Linked DNA regions of Gasterosteus aculeatus: region 2 is linked to region 1. Evidence: chromatin contacts called from public Hi-C data. All regions are on one chromosome and are shown on one strand. Each heading gives the region's core, a stretch centred on a gene start, on an enhancer-like site or on the middle of the called end of the contact. The rest is flanking DNA. Distances are from core to core; before and after follow the strand shown. Region 1 overlaps fmnl2a (formin-like 2a). Region 2 holds the start of fmnl2a (formin-like 2a).

The links. A called contact is a pair of places that touch in the nucleus more often than the background predicts.
Region 2: a Hi-C map of liver shows a contact between it and region 1, with 2.3 times the contacts expected there. The contact joins the promoter of fmnl2a here to the enhancer-like site in region 1. A contact is called at or near these places in 5 of 6 Hi-C or Micro-C datasets (liver, skeletal muscle, tail fin and 1 more).

Annotation. Positions count from the first base shown.
Region 1 is chr16:12,050,213-12,053,612 of fGasAcu3.hap1.1, reverse strand. fmnl2a (formin-like 2a) reads left to right here. Exons shown (of 28, transcript XR_013453086.1): 25 at 1-65; 26 at 1,006-1,125; 27 at 2,525-2,623; 28 at 3,003-3,400. Among protein-coding and RNA genes, the nearest start is that of prpf40a, 16 kb to the right of the region's middle. Within about 2 kb of position 1,647, at least 2 of the 9 cell types and tissues checked have open chromatin away from gene starts, as enhancers often do.
Region 2 is chr16:12,091,097-12,094,958 of fGasAcu3.hap1.1, reverse strand. fmnl2a (formin-like 2a) reads left to right here and starts at 2,216. Exons shown (of 28, transcript XR_013453086.1): 1 at 2,216-2,993.

The DNA.
Region 1 (3,400 bases), core at 398-2,897:
GCAGGTGAAAGACAGCCGCCACGTCTACGAAGGCAAAGACGGAGCGATAGAGGACATCATCACAGGTAACCCCACCCGGGCCCCGCCGAGGCCCCTCGCCACACACAGACAGGCAAACAATGCAGGGCGCTCTGCACGAAGGTCCTTTCTGATGCTACACAGTCATTAACAGAGGGAAGCTAAAACAACTAACACAATGACTTTGGCTTTATTACATTTTTATTCTGCTGTCAGATATTTGATAACTAAAGGCGTTTAACCTGATGATCACAAACATGCAGCTAACCCAATGACATTCAGCTCCAGATGGGTCTGATGATCATCGCTAGTCTTACCTGCTTTGTCGTTGCTTTTCTACGCCATCTGTAGGTAGACGGGGCCGGGTCGGGACTAGCTCATAGGAAAATCATTCAGTATAATGGAATAAATTCATCTTAAGTTGGATAAACCTGCCGTGGGCAGTTATGGAATTTAAGTCGTTTTCTGATGTTCTCTACTTAAGTGTAGTTGGACTTTATATGTTCAATCATTTGATGAGCCATGAACACATAGCATAGAAACAATGTTGGCTGGTTCAGCGCTCTCTGCAATCCACTGCAAAGTCTAGAACATTTACACCAGTAAGATATATTCATATTTTAATAAAATGATATCAGCTGATGTAAGTGTAATGTAAATACTTTTACATTTGTTTTACATGCAAACTGTGATACATTAATACAATTCATTGTCATAGATTTTGTTCTGTTTGGGTAAATTAAATGCTACTTACCAATTAACGTATTAGTATTAACATTTAGATATTACATGACACACTTCAAACATTGAGCTTTATTATTAAGTAACATTTTTAGATCAACAGCCACCATAAAAAAAGTCCCCCCCCCCGCCCGATGCTGTTGTGAGACATTTGCTTAGCGCTAAAACCCTGTAGAAGTCTGCTTTTTCTTAAACTGTCTTTGTCCTGTCTTGTCCTGGCTGTTGTCCTTGTTGTCCTCGATGCAGTGCTGAAGACAGTGCCCTTTACCGCCCGCACAGCCAAGCGCGGCTCTCGGTTCTTCTGCGAGTCGGCCCTCAATGAGGAGTACCATTACTAAGCTCATAGAACTGTCCCTCCTCGCTAAGGTTGCTGGAACAAAACATTCTCTCCTTTTACGTGTCTCTCTCTCCCCCCCCCCCGCATGAGTCTTCACACCTGTTTTAACCGTCACACTCTCAGACCCGTGTTTGTGTTCACAGTGCCGATCAAAAGGTTTTTACAAACACACCTGTGTGTATATGTGTGTGTGTGTGTTCTCTCTCCTGAGTACGACCATGTGGGTGTAACGGTTTTCTCTGCCCACCTGCATGAAGTGTGACCCCCCCCCCCCCACCTCATCTATTATCATCACGTTATCAGCCATGGCAAACCATAATGTCACAGAGGGGGCTGTCTGCGAGGTCACACTAGTATCTGCAGTGACAGCAGAGGGAAAGTGGAACGGAGTGTGTGTTCTCTCATCGAGGCCTCGAGTAGAAACGCTAAGCTGCCTGCTGCCATCTAGTGGTCACAGATTGAAGACAAATAATGAGTCGAATACTTCAGTTTATCACTGATTACATTCAGATTGAATGGTTATTTCATGCAATGTGTATGTAGAATATACATATATAAGCTTTAGTCATCATCATTATCATCATCATCATTATTGTGTTAGGGGCTGTGGCATTATCACTTGCTTTTATTTGTTTAATGTCTAATGAAAAAAACGAATGTTTGTGTGTTTGTTATCACATGTCATTACTGCTGCTGGAACAGCTTCTCGCATGCTGATTGCTTGCTTCCTTCCTTCCTAACGTTTTCCCAGAATGCATCCCTGCTCTCCCCGTTAGGCTGCAGACCGAAAGGTCAAAAGACTCTCTGTGGTGTGGGAGGCTCGCTAATATTCTGCATGACGTCTCCACCTGGACAATCTCTCTGATCGCAGCGGTGCTTCTTTGCAGTTGCATCCTCTGTGTGCGTGTGTGTGTGTGTGTGTGTGTGTGTGTGTGTGTGCTACTAACATGCAGCGAGGCCGTTTCGCCTGGTTCCCGCCCGTCCTTGGTGCTGGCTGCATGCATGCTTTGGTAGATTTTTGGTGACGACGCTGTTGTATGTATGTAAATGTAAACAATCCTGCCGTGTCCTGCAACCACGTTTGTTTATTTCTGTCCACGATCGCTCTGAGGTGTGAAACGGGCTCTTCTTCTGTCCTGCTGGTAGCCGCTCTCCAAAGCACAATGAGTTTAGAACGCAGAAAAAAAAGAGAAAGAAAACCGCCAGACGCTTTGATCCGCCTCCCTGCCAGATGAACTAGTTAACGTCCTCCGGCTCTGTCCCCTCTCAAAGCCTTTCCCCTCCTGCGGCCTTTTCCGCCCCTGCAGCCTGCCGCCACTTTGCTTTGCTCTCGCAGTGCCCTCTCAGCGCTCTCAGCAAAGCTGGTGTGAATATGTCGGCCTCCTCCTCTTCCATTTTTAACCTCCATTTTGTCTTCTCTTCGTCTAGCCCTAAAGAAGAATAATATTACTAAATTTCCCAATGTCCACTCGAGGGTAAGAAGTCCTCCAGTAGCACACCTGTAATGGTGGATGTGTCCCAAACCTGGCAAGCATCTCTTTATTATCTCTTCTGTTTTGACTGTAATTTCCTTCATCTCTCTCATTCTATCCCCTTCATAACAACACATTTGAATGTCTTGACAATACAAAATAGATAATTCACCCATTTTATTAGGATGGCGCATCTTGCTTTCACAAGATCCATCTAAGTTTTCCTACGTAGAAGTGAAAACCCTGTTGCCTGTTTCTGTGGTGAGACAGCTGACCTGCAGGGCCTTTTCTCTGGGTAGAACTCATGCTGCTTTGAGAGACGTGCTGCCAGCACTCTGAGCACGTGGGCACGTCAAGACGCCGCCACAAGACCACTGACAGATTGTTCTTTACCCTCCTGCCCCCCCCCCATCCGCGCCATTCTACCCTCACAGATTTGAGGAATCAGCCGTACAGGCGAGCAGACGGCGTGCGGAGGAGCGTCAGGAGACGCTTTGATGATCAGAACCTGCGGCCGATGGCGAGCGGCGAAGTGGTTGTGTGAAGAGGGATCAGTGCATGTGCCGATGGGGGGGGTTTAAAGATGGGGAGGATATGAGAGAGAGAGAGACGGGCGGGTCGATGCAGAGCGAAGGCTGATACGTGAAAGATGACCAGCGTAGCAAACATACAGGATGATATATATGTAAATATATATATATAATACATAAGAATACATGTAGCTTCATGTCTGTGCTACAGCAGCAGCTTTTCACTATGAAGGACGCAGACATGTGTGGGACTGTATTTTAAGTGTCTGAAAGGTGGATCCGGGAACCTTAGACCAGCCAAG
Region 2 (3,862 bases), core at 967-3,466, 41 kb before region 1:
GTGTTATCGTTATTGTTTTAAAGCCCATTCGTAGTCGATCTTGTGTCATGCACGGGGCCAGCTGTCAGAATACAGTGAGGATGGTTTGTTTATTATTGTGACAAGATAATAGGTGGATTATTGACTCCCAACTACACAGTTAATAAGAGGGAAATATTGTTGTGTGAGAGACAAAGGGTCATGTTGATATGAATAACGAATATAGGCATCTGTGCATGAAAGATGCAATTGTAAGATGAAAAATATGCTGGTGAATTAAACTTTGTTAACGCGTCTTATTACCAGGCGGGCCCCGGACCCCCACCGGCTCAAAAGCAGATTTCAAACCGATCAAATAAGAGCCTTAATCTGGGCCTTATATTCCAAATGGCTGATGTGTCAAAAACTAATTAAATTGTACTTAATGAGATTAGAGATCAGCGAATATGGGGCCATGTAATAATCCATCGCAGGAATCCTGTACACGTGCTCAGAGTGGGGGTGCCACAGGGGGTTAATAGGCCCCCCGTGCTTACTCCCGAGCCCAGTTTCTTCCTTATCTCATGATCCGTTACCCATTATTTGTCGTATTATTGTTGTCAACATTCAACACTAATGCTGTCGTCTGTAACAAATTAAAACACACGATGAAACAAAATCTTAAATTACACTCCAGCTGCTTAAAATACATTAATAACATGGACACATATGATGTCATTAAGTATACACACATTATACGCATTACTTATTAAGTTGATTCTATTTGATTTTTTCACTCGAATTGAATAATAGTTTAACAATACATTCCACATAATCTGTCTTCATTGAAGCTCATTTGCTGCACGTCTGTAAAGGCAAGAAAATCCAATGAGTGCATAAACATGTAGTAGGTGCATACACTAATCAACACAAGAGGACGGGTCTTCAGACAGAGAAAATCAGCTTAACTTGGAACGCATAATGATCCTATGACGTCAGTCAGCCGCCTTTTGCATTCTCAATGTGTCGAGCCAGCGTCGTCAGATGTGACACCCTCCCTGGTTGAGTCCGTTCAGCAGCCTGAATGAAAGCACTGTGCATCTGGAGAACCTCTGGATTGTCTCCAGAGCTCTGCATGCTGATGTCACCCTCTTTGTGCGTAATGCCGTCCCCACCCTGTCGGCAGATACGATTCCCCTCCAGAGCATGTAGAGATCTTCGGGCAGCATAAACGTTTCACAGAATTGTTGTTGTACAATTTGTAAATCCGCAAGTTTTTCTAGAGTTTAGTAGAGATCCTGGAAGATGTGTCACTTTCTTTTTTACAATGGAAATTTGGACGAAAACAACTGTAGTTTTAATGTCATAACAGAAAAGGCGCATTACTCTTACTCTATATATTTAAAAGTCATAAATCCTCAGATGGAATCTGGACAGAAGGCCTGTCTGTATCTGCTCGAGGCTTTGTCCTGTGGATATTGGCTGAGGAGACAAGAGTAGGAGACAGGAAAGGTTAAACTAATCACAGATGTCCTCAGCGTAGAATTAAATTCTTGGAAAATAGATTAAATAAATAAAACATGTTTCTTCATGTGTCACTGAACGCGTCTCACGTCTCAACAAAATGAAATTCCCCGGGATTATTAATGCAGCCACGCTCACACTAACAGCGTTGCAGTTATTCAATTCAATACAACTTGATCTAGTCAGCTCGCCACAATCCAGACAAGAACATACACACAATAGAAAAGAAAACAAGGGGGAGATATCTGTATCCGCAGGACTAAAGCCCGTATCAGTTGCTTTCCGTGCTTTGCCCCAGGATACAAATGTTAACTGTGCTGTTTTTAAGACACATGAAGCTAAACTCCAGTAGCCTGCAGACAAACTCCAGCAGCCTCGTAGTTACTCAGTGCAAACGCAGGTGTGCCAGTTCCAGGATCTTGGTAATGTACAGTGAGCCACTGGCACAATTAATCATTATTAGTTACACCTGTGCTTTTCCCGCCTGAGCAAAGTCCAACTTTCTGCCATGAAAACATGAATGGAGGGATGAAGAGTCCAGTTTTTCAACCTTCACAACACAACAACAATGTCCACAGGACACATTGTTGTTGTGTTAATAGATTAGTCCACCCGGTGGCCCCATAGTCAAGGGTAGCTCAATCATTGGGGGGGCACGAGTAAAATAATTAATCAACTCATCACCCCTGTTATCAACTCTATATTCCCTCAATTTAATTGTCTCTCACGAAGGACTCAAAGTGCCACAATGCAACACCGAAAACATATCATCTATTTAGCTCCGGCTTTGGGAGCGACGCCCCAAGAAGAAGAGGAAGAAGAGGAAGAAGAAGAGGGAGGCTTTCCCCTGAAAGAACTCATTGTGGAGAGGGATGGGAGTGCGTGTTTAAAAGAGCCCCCCTCCTTTCGGGGATTACCGAAGCCAACTCACTAACATCCGCGGTGCGTGTGTGCGCGTGCGTGTGGAGGGGGGGGGGGGTGCAATAAGCGTGAATCATGGCCGTCGTCACTACTACCGGCCGGGAGCGGAGCCTGAATTGTGCAAGATACGGATAAGAGCGGAGAGAGGTCCAGTTCTCCCCGGTCTCCTCCCCGCGTGGAAATGCCCCAGAAGAGGCTCGTGCGCCGCCGCCGCCGCCTCCTCCTCACGCTTCACATGTGCTCCTGCTGAAGAAGTCACTCGCCACACAAACCTGGCAAAGGGCAGTTTGCAAGCGAGAAAGAACCAGAGGGACTATTTTTTTTAAAACTTTAAACTTTTTCTTTTGTCGTGCGGAAATTGTTCTCAGCCGGGAGGGAGAGAGAGAGAGAGAGAGGGCGAGCGAGGGAGGTAGAAGGAGATAACTAGACACGGAGAGGAGGAGAAAAGTTGGTGCTTGTTGGTGAACGAGGACAACATGGGGAACGCGGGGAGCATGGACCAGCACGCTGACTTCAGAGGACACAACATGCCTCTGAAGCTCCCCATGCCCGAGCCCGGCGAGCTGGAGGAAAGATTCGCAACCGTTTTGGTAAGAGGAGAAAAGAAAAAAGAAACGCCAAAATGTTCCCATCTGTCTTCTCTTTGTTCCCCCTCCACGCTTCGACGTTCCGGGACGGGACAGCTGTGCGCGCGCGCGCGCGTGTGTGAGTGGGACCTGTGTTTGTCCAGCACGTCTGTCCTTTGTTGTTAAGGGGCAAAGGGGTACAAGAGATACGCGTCTGTTACGTGAACTGCTCGAATACAAAAAGTGGGGGTTGCAAGTGACGTCTTTTTAACTCTTATCAAAGTTGCAGCTGGAACATCTGCACTAAAATGTCTCCCTGACTCATCAAAGTTCTGAGCCACCAACTTTTTGCCACATGCATCAAACCTCCATTTAGGGCCCCCCCCCAGACGAAAAACACCCACACAAGATAACCTAATCATTTAGTGCCCCTTCATCTTCTCATTCAGCAGCTTATGTCCATCCAGCAGACACCTGCAGTCAAATTATGGTTTTTATGCCCCCCAACGCCGCCCGCTGCTGAAGCTCTCAAGTACCCAGCATGCGAGCTCCCTCTTCCAACATCTGTCACATCATTAAAGCGTCTGTCAGCAATTATGTTACCTGGGAGTTGCACATTCCTGGTGTTTGCTGAAGGACCCTCCAGGCGGTGAAACGCCTCGGGGGTCAGTCAGCAGGAGGAGGAAAAGGTGTTTGTGTTGACGGGTCGGCTAAAGCTTCCCTCGGCAATCTGTTGACCGCGTTCTCCGGTGCGCCAAAGCGTTGTTACCGGGGCGATTATCGTGGCCGACGAGGAGAACTTCCTCAGTCAGTGAGTCGAGGCCTAAATGGAAGCACAGCCATGGCGAAATTTGAGCTCTGGGAAGAACGGGGGGGAAAAAATGTGGGTCAAA